2 separate regions of the Zea mays genome follow, and region 1 is linked to region 2. Evidence: chromatin contacts called from public Hi-C data. All regions are on one chromosome and are shown on one strand. The core of a region is the stretch at or near the end of the contact, and the rest is flanking DNA. Distances in the headings are between cores, read along the strand shown.

What was found. A called contact is a pair of places that touch in the nucleus more often than the background predicts.
Region 1: a Hi-C map of ear shows a contact between it and region 2, with 2.3 times the contacts expected there. The contact joins the promoter of LOC100280496 here to the promoter of LOC100281331 in region 2. A contact is called at or near these places in 3 of 25 Hi-C or Micro-C datasets (ear, endosperm and tassel).

Annotation. Positions count from the first base shown.
Region 1 is chr4:153,834,265-153,840,603 of Zm-B73-REFERENCE-NAM-5.0, reverse strand. LOC100280496 reads left to right here and starts at 4,805. Exons shown (of 7, transcript NM_001153416.2): 1 at 4,805-4,988. The coding sequence starts at 4,811.
Region 2 is chr4:153,658,350-153,664,805 of Zm-B73-REFERENCE-NAM-5.0, reverse strand. LOC100281331 reads left to right here and starts at 3,954. Exons shown (of 8, transcript NM_001154249.1): 1 at 3,954-4,360; 2 at 4,597-4,667; 3 at 4,807-4,888; 4 at 4,960-5,075; 5 at 5,184-5,306; 6 at 5,775-5,816. The coding sequence starts at 4,303.

The DNA of each region.
Region 1 (6,339 bases), core at 3,556-6,055, 170 kb before region 2:
TCCGAGCCCCTGGGTCGGGCGAGGCGGAGACCGTCGGCTGAGGCCAGGGCTGAGTCCGAGCCCTGGGGTCGAGCGAAACGGAGTTCGTCGTCTTCCGGGGCTGAGCCCGAGTCCGAGCCCTGGGTCGGGAGGAGCGGAGTTTGCCGTCTTCCGGGGCTGAGCCCGAGTCCGAGCCCTGGGTCGGGCGGAGAGGAGTTCGCCGTCTTCCGGGACTGAGCCCGAGTCCGAGCCCTGGGTCGGGCAGAGCGGAGTTCGCCGTCTTCTGGGGCTGAGCCCGAGTCCGAGCCCTGGGTCGGGCGGAGCGGAGTTTGCCGTCTTCCGGGGCTGAGCCCGAGTCCGAGCCCTGGGTCGGGCGGAGCGGAGTTCGCCGTCTTCCGGAGCTGAGCCCGAGCCCTGGGTCAGGCGAAGCAGAGTTTCCTATGGTGCCTGAGGCCGGGCCTGACTGCCTGTCAGCCTCACTCTGTCGAGTGGCACAGCAGTCGGAGCGGCGTAGGCGGCGCTGTCCTTCTGTCAGGCCGGTCAGTGGAGTAGTGAAGTGACTGCGGTCACTTCGGCTCTGTCGACTGGAGGACGTGCGTCAGGATAAAGGTGTCAGGCCACCTTTGCATTAAATGCCCCTGCGATTTGGTCGGTTGGCGTGGCGATTTGGCCAGGGTTGCTTCTTGGCGAAGACTGGGCCTCGGGCGAGCCGGAAGTATGTTCGTCGCTGGAGGGGGCCTCGGGCGAGGCGTGATCGAGTCCCTCGAATGGACCGATCCCTGACTTAGTCGCACCCATCAGGCCTTTGCAGCTTTGTGCTGATGGGGGTTACCAGCTGAGAATTAGGAGCCTTGAGGGTACCTCTAATTATGGTCCCCGATAGGAAGTAACAATACTTACAAATCAACTCATTATGAGTTGATACTCCCCTACTACTACTACGCTACACTATACTACTCTACACTACTAATACTACTACATTATTTCACTATACTACTTCTAATCTATACTAATATCTAAAAACCAGTGGCATTTAGCCACTGGCCTTGTTGCTGCCCTTGCTGCTGCCGCTGCCGCCGTCGCCGCCCCTGCTGCCGCTGTTGCCGCTCCTGCTGCCGCCGTTGCCGCCCCTGCTGCCGCCGTCACCGTCGTCGCTGCCGTCGCCTCCGTCGTCGTCGTCGTCACCTTCTCCGTCCTCCTCGGGCGAGTCCTCCTCGTCCGAGGAGTACTCTGACTCATCCGAGCCCTCGAGCCCAGAGCGCTCGACGGCCCGGATGTAAGTCTAGACCTCCGCGGCAATCCCCTGAGAGTCGTCCGAGTCATCGGACGACGCTGGGGGAGAGACGGGATCTGGAGACCCCTTGGACTCAGAGGAGAACTCCTCCTCTGAGTATTCCGAGTCGCCAAAGTCCTCTGATGGAGGAGTCGGCTCGCGCTTGCGTTTGTTGTTCTTGCCCATGGTGGAAATGCAAGGAGAGGAAGAAAGCAAGCAGCGGAGAACAACAAGAGATGTGAAAAAACCAGAGAGGCAAAGGCACTATTTATAGAAGAAGAAGGCAACCGCTCACCTCCAACCACGGTCACTGAACAGTCGCGAAGCATTCAATACACACTTCAACCCGTCTGAAGACACGTCAGGCGGCTGACGCCGTTTCACGCAACACAACACCCATTGGGACTCCAGTCAACAACGCGGATGATATGATTACACCCGCCGTCACATCACATTACTACTCAGAAGCAGCCGACTAAAACACTCAGCGTACCAAGCCGTCCCTTGCCCACACCCATTGGGGGGGACGCCCAGGAATTATCAGTATATTTTTCAAAACTGTCACATCCGTGCAGGGCATGCAATGAATACCTCAAGACAAAAATGAGATATCAGTAAGGATCAGAGGAAAGCCAAATATAGCCGGTGAAGTACAAAATCTGACCGACAGAAGCGACGTGAAGACTAGCCAGAGAACGTCCATCAAATGTCCAATCAGTCGCAGAGCAAGTAAATTACACCACCTAGCAAGATATGGGCGGATCGCGAACTCGGCTGCAAAAGACAAAATACATGCTGACCTCTAAAGCATAATATTGATGACATAATGCTGACCTCTAAGGCATTCGGAAAAAGATAGGATTACTCTCAGCAAAAAGACACGAAATGAAGACCTTCGAGTGGATTATCTTCAAAAACTCACTCGAAGCTCGGTGGCTACACCCATTGGGTGCACCTCCGGTGCACCCAATAAATCACCATTTCGAGAGAAAGCAACGCCAGTTTCTAAGGCATAAGGCAAAACTGAAGGCAAGATTTCTGATGAAGACCTTCGAGTGGATTATTTTCCAAAATCCACTCGAAGCTCGGGGGCTACACCCATTGGGTGCACCTCCGGTGCACCCAATGAAGTTCAGGGTCCTACAGTATGAAATGTCGACTTCTAAGGCACAAGCATGAAACAAGGCTCCAGTTCACGAGTGATCAAAGCAGGAGAAGACAGTAAAAAATCGTTATTGCCAGACTGCTTGGAAAGCATTTCTCGTCATAAACAAAGACTGCAAGCTGGACCTAGGATCTTTGGGCTGATTATCTCAAAATTAGCCCGAAGATCGGGGGCTTGCGGGGGACAGATATCCCTCGGGTCCACTAGAAGGATAAAAGACCTCACGAAAGGCCCAAGGGCCCAATAAATCGTAAGGTCACTCCTTCATGGGCCTGGGGAGGAGCGACCAGTGAAGCAGATCGACATAAGGCCGGGTTAGTGCAAGCCCGGATGGCCCCACAGCGTTGAGCAAACGACCGCAACAGAAGATCCGACTTTCCCGCGCTGGAGCCCCGTACGACGTAACCAGGCGAGGATAAGTCGGCAGAATCATAGGAAGATAGACAAAAACAGTTCACTATCTTTTAGGTGCATATCCACATGTATTGCCACACGGTCGAATATATAAGGCCTAGGGGGCACCCCTTCAGAACGATCGATCCCACTACTCTGCCACCCACCTCAACTCTTTATGAGAGCTACCTTGTAACCCATTACACAAAGCATACTCGCCAGGACGTAGGGTGTTACGCATCTCAAAGCGGCCCGAACCTGTAAACATTGTCCATTGTTCCTCGTGCATCGGGCACGAACCATTTAGCTACAGTCGGCGACACCGTCCTACTCCTAAAACACCTTGAGGGGTAACCCCGGGTGTGCGGTCGGACCCAAAACACCGACAGAAGGGGTAGCTTATCTTGCATATAACTCATCAAATTGTCATTGGTGGTGCAGTTATCAAGAGTGACCGTTGACACCTTCTATCTTGTAGTACCTCATAAAGGACATCACTTATCATTTCCCCGGTATGTGGAGCAGGCACATATATGAACCTACAAGCAACAACATTCCAACATATTTTTAGCACTACAAAACTGCAGCACCATATAACTTATAACTTCAAAGAAACAAGACATTGCAATAGATTATTACCTCAAAAGAAAATACTTCAGCTTCCATTCATCATCAATGAAATGTACTGTCATAGACATATATCCTTACTTTTGATGGTTTGTTGTCCACATGTGAGTAGTTACGACAATTCTTGATTGTAACCGTCAAAATACATCACTACTACAAGCCTTTGGACCTCGTACATATCCAATATATCCTTTTAATGGTATTTGTGGACACTACTTTGAATAGGGTATGTAGTGCTCCACAAAACCTCTTAAAACCAACATGATCAACCATAGATAGAGGATACTCATGGACACATATCATTAGTGCAAGTTCTTTCCTAGCAACTTCCTGATCAAACACATACTTCTCAACAACTACTACCCCATTCTCATCTTTTCATAGTTTTAAGGAGGTTTGTTTTAATCCTTTCCTAACCTGTCTTGATTGATAACATCTAAGATGACCACACAAGTGATTAGTACCGGCTCTTCTATCTCTAACTAGTAGCTTTTTACACCAAGTGCATTCAACTTTCATTTTACTCCCAATTGTTACTTGTTCAAATTCAAGCCACACATCAGATTTCATCTTCCTTTTGCATCCAACTTGTACATTATCTTCATCATCATTTATGACCACATGTTCTGTACCTTCTGATGGTGGAGCTTGAGCACTTGGAAATGGCATTGCATTTGCAGCAACACTCGTCGGTGTAGCTGTACTTGAGGAACCTACTGCAACCATAGCACTGCTCTTTGTGGGAACTTGATGAATGCTTCTACTCGGCCTCGAAGCACCTTGTGGTTGAGTGCTCGGCCTTGAAGCACCTTGGTCAGACATCAGGCTCTTTGCAATTTACAAGTTAGAACTGCTCAAGTCAAGCTGTGCAAGGGCCAAGGGACATGCTCACGGGTTACCTCATCTGCAAGAATAGGAACCTTTATAACTAGTTTTTATCCGTTTACAAATTAAAACTAGTTTTTATCCGTTTACGTCATGTTCTTGTTGATTTTATAGAAATCACCTCTATTGCCACCCTTTCAAAATAAAGGAAGATAGATTAGTCATTATGATTGAAATATCTAGAAACTGTTTTTTAAAGATTAGGTTCCAAACACCTTTATCCAGTTTTTTTATAGTAAACCTGTTTCTAGAAAACCTGTTTCTAGAAACCAAAGATAAAATCGGTTTAAAAAAACTAGAGTGTTTCTCAAGAGGTATTTTGGAAACTTTATTTTTCTAAGGAATTTCTATTTTTAAGAGAAAATAAAGTATTTATTTAAAAAATAAAAAATACTTGAAAAATATGATTTCAAGCTAATTTTCTTAATAAAAATTAGTTCATTTTTCCTTTAGAAATTGGAAATCCAGTAGAAAATGGGATTCCGAAAATGGCCCGAAACGTTTACACACTGCGGCCTTGCTTCTGTTCTCTCGCGTCGTTCTCCCGTAGTCCCGTGCCCTCGCGTGCGCTCTATCTGTTTCTGGTGGCGACGACTTGGCGGTCCCCGCTGCCGCCGTGCCCAGGCCTCTACTTCGGGACCTTCACCGGCGACGAGCACCCATCGGGTACGCCCACCCTTTCTCTTCCGTTCCTGCCGTGCGAAATCGAGCTCCCTCCCAAACCCAAGCTATTTCTGTTTGGATCTGATCTGATCCAATTACAAGTGTAGTATACATGTATTATGCCTGCAAACTTTGATTATTTTCGTTCTTTTTGCAAAATCAATCGATTCTACATGTATACCCATGTCCTTTACTGGGTCCGCCCCAGGTGTCAAGTTTGCTAATTTTTAATTCTGTATATAAGGTGCATGGGTAGAAATAAAAACTGTCGTGAATTTGGTGGAAATTAGGCTCGTGTTTATTGTATTCAAATAAATGACAAGTTTTGTCTTCACAAAGCTTTTAGTGCTATTATTACTCCACCCCACAAGCTCTATGCCTCTATCCTGTACCTGCTGAATTAGCCTGTTTTACCTACCTGAAAAATCATCCTAGTAATTTTTCATGTGAGGATGGTGCGGGCTGAGCTTGAAGTTAAACTATTGATATTCAACCAAAAGAGCAGGACTTGTGTGCTTGACAGTGTTCGTATTGCATCTTCTAAGCTGCCTTAAATAGATTGGAGTTCCAATTGCTATGAGTCATGAGTTTTGACTTACTTATCCTTAGGGCTTGTTTGGAAACACAGCAATCCCCTTCAATCCATACGTTTTGGAAGGGCTTGACTGTTGTGGTGGAAAAGTAGTCCGTTTTCCACTCCAATTATGGATTGGGGGGATTGAGTTTATCCAAACAACGCCTTAGTAAATCAGAAATATATCTACTTGTCTTGTTTCTCAATGTTTTCTTTGCTGTTTCTGGAAATCTTTAAACACTTAGATTCTGTTTACTAAACCATGAGGGGAGGGCACACATGGGCTTGCAGAATGTGGTTAGTATTTCCGACCTCGAAGATGGATTGTTGTTAGTGAGTCTGAAATACCCAGGCTAGGCTGTGGGCTTTGTTTTCAAGATAGTTCCATGAAAATTACCTAACTGGTGACACCATTTTGCGAAGCAGAATGTTCTATTAGTAACCATCCACTTCAACAGTATTCCGTAACACCTTCTTCATGAACAACGATCGGGAACGTATTGTTTATACAACAAAATAGACTTGGCAGGCCTAAAACTACCCTTCGACCCCATCAACCCAACACACACAGTGATAGTTTAACACCACATCATGATTCTATTAGTGATGAAATAGAGTGGATTTTAGCTTGTTGATCAGGCCTATGCTCATTTTACAGTGGAAGTCCAAAAACTCCGTGACTTATCAATTGGGCGCTGCTAATTGAGTTGCTTGCCATAAAAAACCCATTAAAGCAGCCAAAGACATAGCTTCCCTGCATGTTATAGTCGTTACTTATAT
Region 2 (6,456 bases), core at 2,705-5,204:
AATAAACAAGTTGGGGAATTCAAAATATGAAATTAGGGCCAATTCTGTGAATATTTAAAAGTCTAGGGCTAAATCTGCAAGATTACAGGGGCCTGCACGCGGAAACTAGGGACGGCGGGTTGATTTCCAGTAAACCGAGGGTCTCTTTAAGAAAACTAACGCGCGAAGGGGTATCGGGTGAATCTAACCGTCAGATCTGAAACCAACGGCTAAGATTAGATCTGCGGTTGAGGGCGCGCGCGCGCGAGCGGGCGAGCGCTGACAGGCGGGCCAGGGAGTGTCAGCGATAGAGGGGGAGAGTGCGCTGACCAAGCGGGCCCAGCGCCAGGGGGTTTGGGCGCTGACAGGCGGCCCAGGGCGCCAGGGCGCGCGGGCGTGAAGTGATACCCGCGGTCCGGGCCATGCAATCTGAATCAGACGGAGGGGATCAGACCGGGGGGATGGATGGCTGCAGGCGGCGCTGACAGGCGGGCCAGGGCGTCAGGGCACGCGTGCGCGAAGCGGTACCCGCAGTCCGGGTCGTGCGATCAGGATCGGAGGATCAGACCGGGGAGGGGTGAACGGTTGCGGGCGGCGCTGCTCCTCTCCACGGCGGTGAGGTTGCCGGAGTTGAGGCAGGCGTGAGCTAAGGGGGTCCGGGGTCGCCGGGATTGGGCAGAGAGGAAGAGGGCGCCACTGCGAACTCAATGGCAGGGAAGGGACCATGAATCCACGGGCAGAGAGGGGAGAATGGCGGTGAGAAGGCCTCGGGCGGGCCGGAGCAACTCCAGTGAGCCATTCCGGCCACGGGGAGGGGACTTAAGGCACGCTAAGGCCTGGGCTAGCTTCAGCAGAGGCAGGGGTGACACAGGGACCTACTCCGGGGAACTAGATCGGGCTAAATCGGCTGGCCACCGCGCGAGCACGGCGGACCGCCGCGGCCGAGCACCGACGATGCCAAAATTGGCCTAGCACAGAGCGAAACTAGAGAAATTGAGCACGGGGACGGGTGTCTCACCTCGGGGCGGAGCTGGCGGCGTGAGCAGAGCGCGAGAGAGGGTGAAGCTGAGCGAAATGAGGCAAGGGGTGTGCGCGGGGCACTGGCAGGGCTCTAAGAAGGGAGCTGGGCGCGTGGGCGGGCGTCGTGGCCGAGAAATCCGGCGACGTGAGCAAGTGCGCACGCGCCGGTCCATGGCGAGAGCGGAGGGGGCGGAACTGACAGGGTAGGCCCACGGCGTAGAGAGAGAAGAAAGGGGTGCGTGGGGCAACGGCTCGATGACTGGCGATCCAGGCCCGCGAGATAGAGAGAGTGAGGGAGCGCGCGAGTGAAGAAAACTGGCGCCGACAGGTTGGTCCTAGTGGGCAGCGAGCGAGACAGGGAGGGCGCGTGCGAGGGAGAACTGCCGCTGACAGGCGGGGTCCGCCTGTCAGACGGCGCGGGCGCGCGACCTGGCTGGGCTTAGTGGGCTGACTAGGCTGCTTTCTCCTTTTCTTTTTCTCTGGATTTTCTAATTCCTTCTATTCCTTTTTCTATAGGGTTTTCCAATCCAAATTCAAACTAGGTTTCAAATTCAAATAAATTCAAGCTTATGCAACACCTCAAAAAATATTTTAAGCTCAGCATGATGCAACATGTCATGACTCATAAGGTTTTGACAAAAATAAATAATTAATCTCCACTAGTTTAAGCTATTTCTAATCAAAAAGAAAAAGGGAGAAAGAATCTAGAGAGAGAAATCCTAGAGTGAGAAAAGGAAGAGTAACACATGATTTTGGGTGATAATTAGAAAGAAAATTTATACCGCCAAAATCAGGGTGTTACATTCTCAGGTCGAGCTGTCTGTGTTAGGTTTTCGGATGAGTGATTCCTATACCCCCTCTGCCTAAAATGGTAGCAAGTTTTCTCGAACTAGTAGAACTTTGTAAAGGCCTCATAGTGGTTCCCTAGCCATTCACATCAGAAGTATCTAAAGGCTTTGCAGATCCTGACTAGACGGGATACATGTCTTGTGGGTAAAGATTGGCAACTTCTGCAGAGTGTAAAACTGGTATATCAGTCGTGCTTATAGCCATGAGCGGCTTGAAACCTCACATGAGTAGTTTATGGAATTAAATTTAACATGTCATGCATTTGAATTGTGGGATTTCAATATTATCAAGTAATTGGGATGATATTTACTTATAAAATTTTGGTCAACAAATTTAAAAGCTACGCTCAGCCTTAACCATTATCCTTAGTAAGCCTTACACTACACTTTTCTCCACACTTGCTGAGCGATGACCGTATGAGAGCTCACCCTTGCTATGACCACACCATGTTAAGAACATGTACCGCCAGAGGAGAGACTATGAAGATGAAGATGAGTTCGGAGAGATCTAAGTCGTCGTCTCCCAGTCAACTATGGTTGTGGAGGACCGTTGTCGTCATATGATGTAATTTATTTAGTTATTTTGTATAGAAATTGTATGAAGTAATAAAGACGTGACATTGTTTTCTGTACACTGATTCGCCATATGTGTGAAACTTGATCCTAGCACACATGTGATATACATCTGGATTTGACCTTAAATCTGGGTGAGACATTGTCGTGTAATGTGATAGAAGGTGCACTAAGTGAAATGGAACAACTAACGATGATGGAGAGATCCCTTATGATAAGGTTTATATCGTTAGATATGCATGTTTATCCTTTACTATGTGATATGTTGATTTAATTCTTAATATAACATGAGTGCCTTATTTAAGTAAAGATGTTATCCTACATAACATACTAGAAGAAACACATATATATGAGTTCGACTACTAGTCATAGTCTATAAGATGTGGATAATATATAGATACTTAAGGGTTCGAAGTGTGATCTATATGTGTCAAAAAGAGAAGATGCTTGTAACAGTCTAGTGCCAGATAGGAACCTTACTGAAACTCACTTCTCACAATATTGTTAATTCAAGGCATAAATCTATTGTTCAGTTGTGAAGGAGTGCACGACTTATTCCTAGGCGGATATTCCACTTAACAGTCTTCGCTGAAACCCTGATATATCAAAGAACAATGGTTGAGATTATTTAATACGTGCCTTAGATTTTGATGGGATTGTTAGTTATTTCGTGGGGTTGGCCCATATAAACAACTGAATAAATTTTAAAGGGTCGTATTAAATAAGATATGCATTATGGTTTAGTACCATACATGATGTTGACAGGTGTTAATACAACTTGTATGGTTAAACTTTATGTGTATACATATAGAGTTGTTGGAAAGGACGAATGTGTGTTGCATGCGCGTGCACCTCACCACCGTCGCTGAGCCGAGACGATGCATGGTGTGGCCGACGCGATCATGGTCACCCCTGGCTTCTTGTGTCCGCTTGATTCTCCGACTCTTAATCACCCGCACTTGTATGTTTTTTTACATACTTGGTTCTCATGGCTCACCTATATGAACTCATGTTACCATGATGAGTGATTTATTTTTGTCAGTATTATCTATATGATTATTATACTCATATCTTATGTCCACATATCTAATACCACATTCGTCCTAAAATATTAGTTGTTTTAGCCTTTGAATTTTATATCTATATTCAAATGGATAAATCTAGACATATATAAAATATACACATAAAGTATTGTACGGATCTAGTAAAATACTAAAACGGCTAATATTTTAAAACAGGGGGAGTATTATACATGTGTTGTTTTTTTGTTAAGTTTGCTACTGAAACTGTTCAAATATATGTAGCAACGTTTAGTTCGAAGATGGCGGCACGGAACCTGAATTGCACCCCGGCCGCGGCAACTTGTGGCCTGGAGCGTGACACACTGACACCTCGTTCTACTTGTGTATCGATGCCGCCGCCGGCAGCAGGAAGACGCCTGCCAGTCACGGAAACGTGGCCCGTGCCATGGAAATCCAGTAGCACTGCCGGCGGGACCCTCTGGTAGGACCGGGCTGCGGGCGGCTGGCGGCACAAGTGAAGTCCTACGTGATGCGGACGCTGCAACCAACCGGCTCCCTGCGTCCTGCTCTGCAGCTGCTGACCCCTTCTCCCGCCTCCGAAGGAAAACGGGCGGGCAACCTTCTCGTCCCTTCCAAAATCCCGAGTTTCCCCCCGATTTCGACCCTCCGTTTTCCCCCCGCTTCCTTCTCTGCTCCACCGCCTCAGGAATATAGATAGTCGGAGAAAAAAAAAACTGAGAGAGAAAGAGAGAGGAGGAGGAGGCAGGGGAGTGGAGGGGAGGGGAAGCATCGCAATTCCGAACCCCCACCTCGCCGCTCCCACCACCGCGGCCGGGTTGCGTCCGTTTCGATTGCCCAGGATGAGCACCGAGTCCGGGGAGCTGCTCGGGATCGACCCCGTCGAGCTCCGGTTCCCATGTATGTGTTCCTTCCTTCCGCGATTTCGATTCGCTGCGTCCAGCTTCCATTCGATAAATTTTTCTATGACCATCTTTTCTTATCCTTTCTGCGCTCATTTCGATCGATGTTGCTTCTCTGGTTTCTAGTAGTAGTCGTTTTTAAGGAAAATCCGCGGCCGTCCTGTGTCGTTCCTTCCTTCGTCTTCTGATCCCCTTTCCGTTTTCTCTCTCTGGATCATGCATGCATGCACGCAGTCGAATTAAATAAGCAGATCTCCTGCACGCTGCAGCTGACGAACAAGACAGACAAGCAGGTCGCGTTCAAGGTAAAACGACTCCTTTCCTGTGGGCTCTGGCCTCTGGGGGCGGGGGCAGAGCGAGCTGTGTAAAAACAAAAACAAAACAAAATGGTGGGGTGCCGTATCCTTTCAGGGACTTTTAACGTGTGCAGCATCGCGACTGTAGGTGAAGACGACAAGCCCGAAAAAGTACTGCGTTCGCCCAAACAACGGCATGGTGGCGCCCCGGTCCAAGGCTGACGTTGTTGGTAATTATCATGACATAGAACTGGCTCTTTATTTTAACGTGTGATAACCCACCGTGAACCATCGGATCCAGTTACGATGCAAGCGCAGCGGGACGTGCCACCGGACATGCAATGCAAGGACAAGTTCCTTGTGCAGAGCGCCACTGTCGCCAAGGAGGTCGTGCCAAAGGAGGTCACTGGAGACATGGTAATAAGTCACAGACTCACAGTTTCAGTGTGTTCTGTGGTTCAGCGTTTTATATTGGGGCTGCTCCTTCTGTTCACTAAAAAAATATCTTAATGATGGATTATGTAGTTTACCAAAGATTCAGGCAATGTAGTGGAAGAAGTGAAGTTGAAGGTAGTTTATGTAGCACCATCGTCCTCTCAAAGCGAAAGATTTGAGGATGGTAATCTCGGCAGTTTGAGTTATCAAGAGGTAAGAAATTTATTTTAGAATCGATTGTTATATAAGTAGTAGGTTTCAAAAACCTACAAATATTTACACTTAGAGCAACTCTAAGGGACTTCTAGAAATCCAAGTTGCATTTTTTGAACGCAATAGGATGTTTTTTTGAACGCAATATGCAATAAGATGTCAAAATAGTTTTTAGGTTTTTGAGGAAGTTGCTTTTTGCAAGATGTCAAGAACTCGAGATAGCTATAGGTCTCTATAATAATCTCTAAAAGTTGCAGTTGTTAACCCATGTCAAAATACTTATTAGGATTTTTAATTTAGTCTTCTATAACTACAGCATGTACATCATGATCTGTGCCAACGATTTACTGTCTGATAGTAGAACACTTAGGCTTATTCTCTTCTACTGCCTGACTAACATTTTGCACTGATAATTGGTTCTTTCCCAATATTCACCTTCTGAAGCTGAGAGTGGTTCTTTCTTTGCAGGAAACAAAGGAACCTAAAGAATCAGAAAAAATAATCACTGAGGTGAACCTCTTCTGTATAAAACTTGTCAAGCTGTGCCTACTGAAGATTCTAGCTGTAGTACTGTTGTACTTGAAATACTCATGCCTCAGAAGCCATCAAGTTGTAGCGTCAGGATGCCATTTTCTTAAATATTGCACCGAAGTAGATGGAATTAACCATTGGTCTAATTGTACCACTTGCACTCATTCTGGTACTGTCTGCCACTGGAAGAAACTATTCACGATCCAGAAATAGAGATGGCGTTAGATAGTTCATCTGAGAGCATTCTACTTGAAGCAATCAACAATGGATAACTAGTCTCTCGAATAGCATTCAATTATAAGCCTATAGCAATGCTTCAAACTGTTGATTCAACTTATTCTGGCTATAGCAGATTTAACTGTATTTGTTCAATCTTCTTGCAGTCAACATTCTCAATATTCTGATATTGTCATGTGCCTACAATGTCCTTTACTGCATTTTTTTCAAGTGTTCATTCATCAATTATTTTTTCCTCGTCCGTATAAATTTAGATGTAAATGACCTTAATTAGATGTATTATGCTCTCATGTATTAGCATTCTAATTGTATTGAATTCTTCAGCATGCCAACAAATTTTTAAAAACCAAGAATTTGAGGCTTTGGTAGGTATCATGGATTC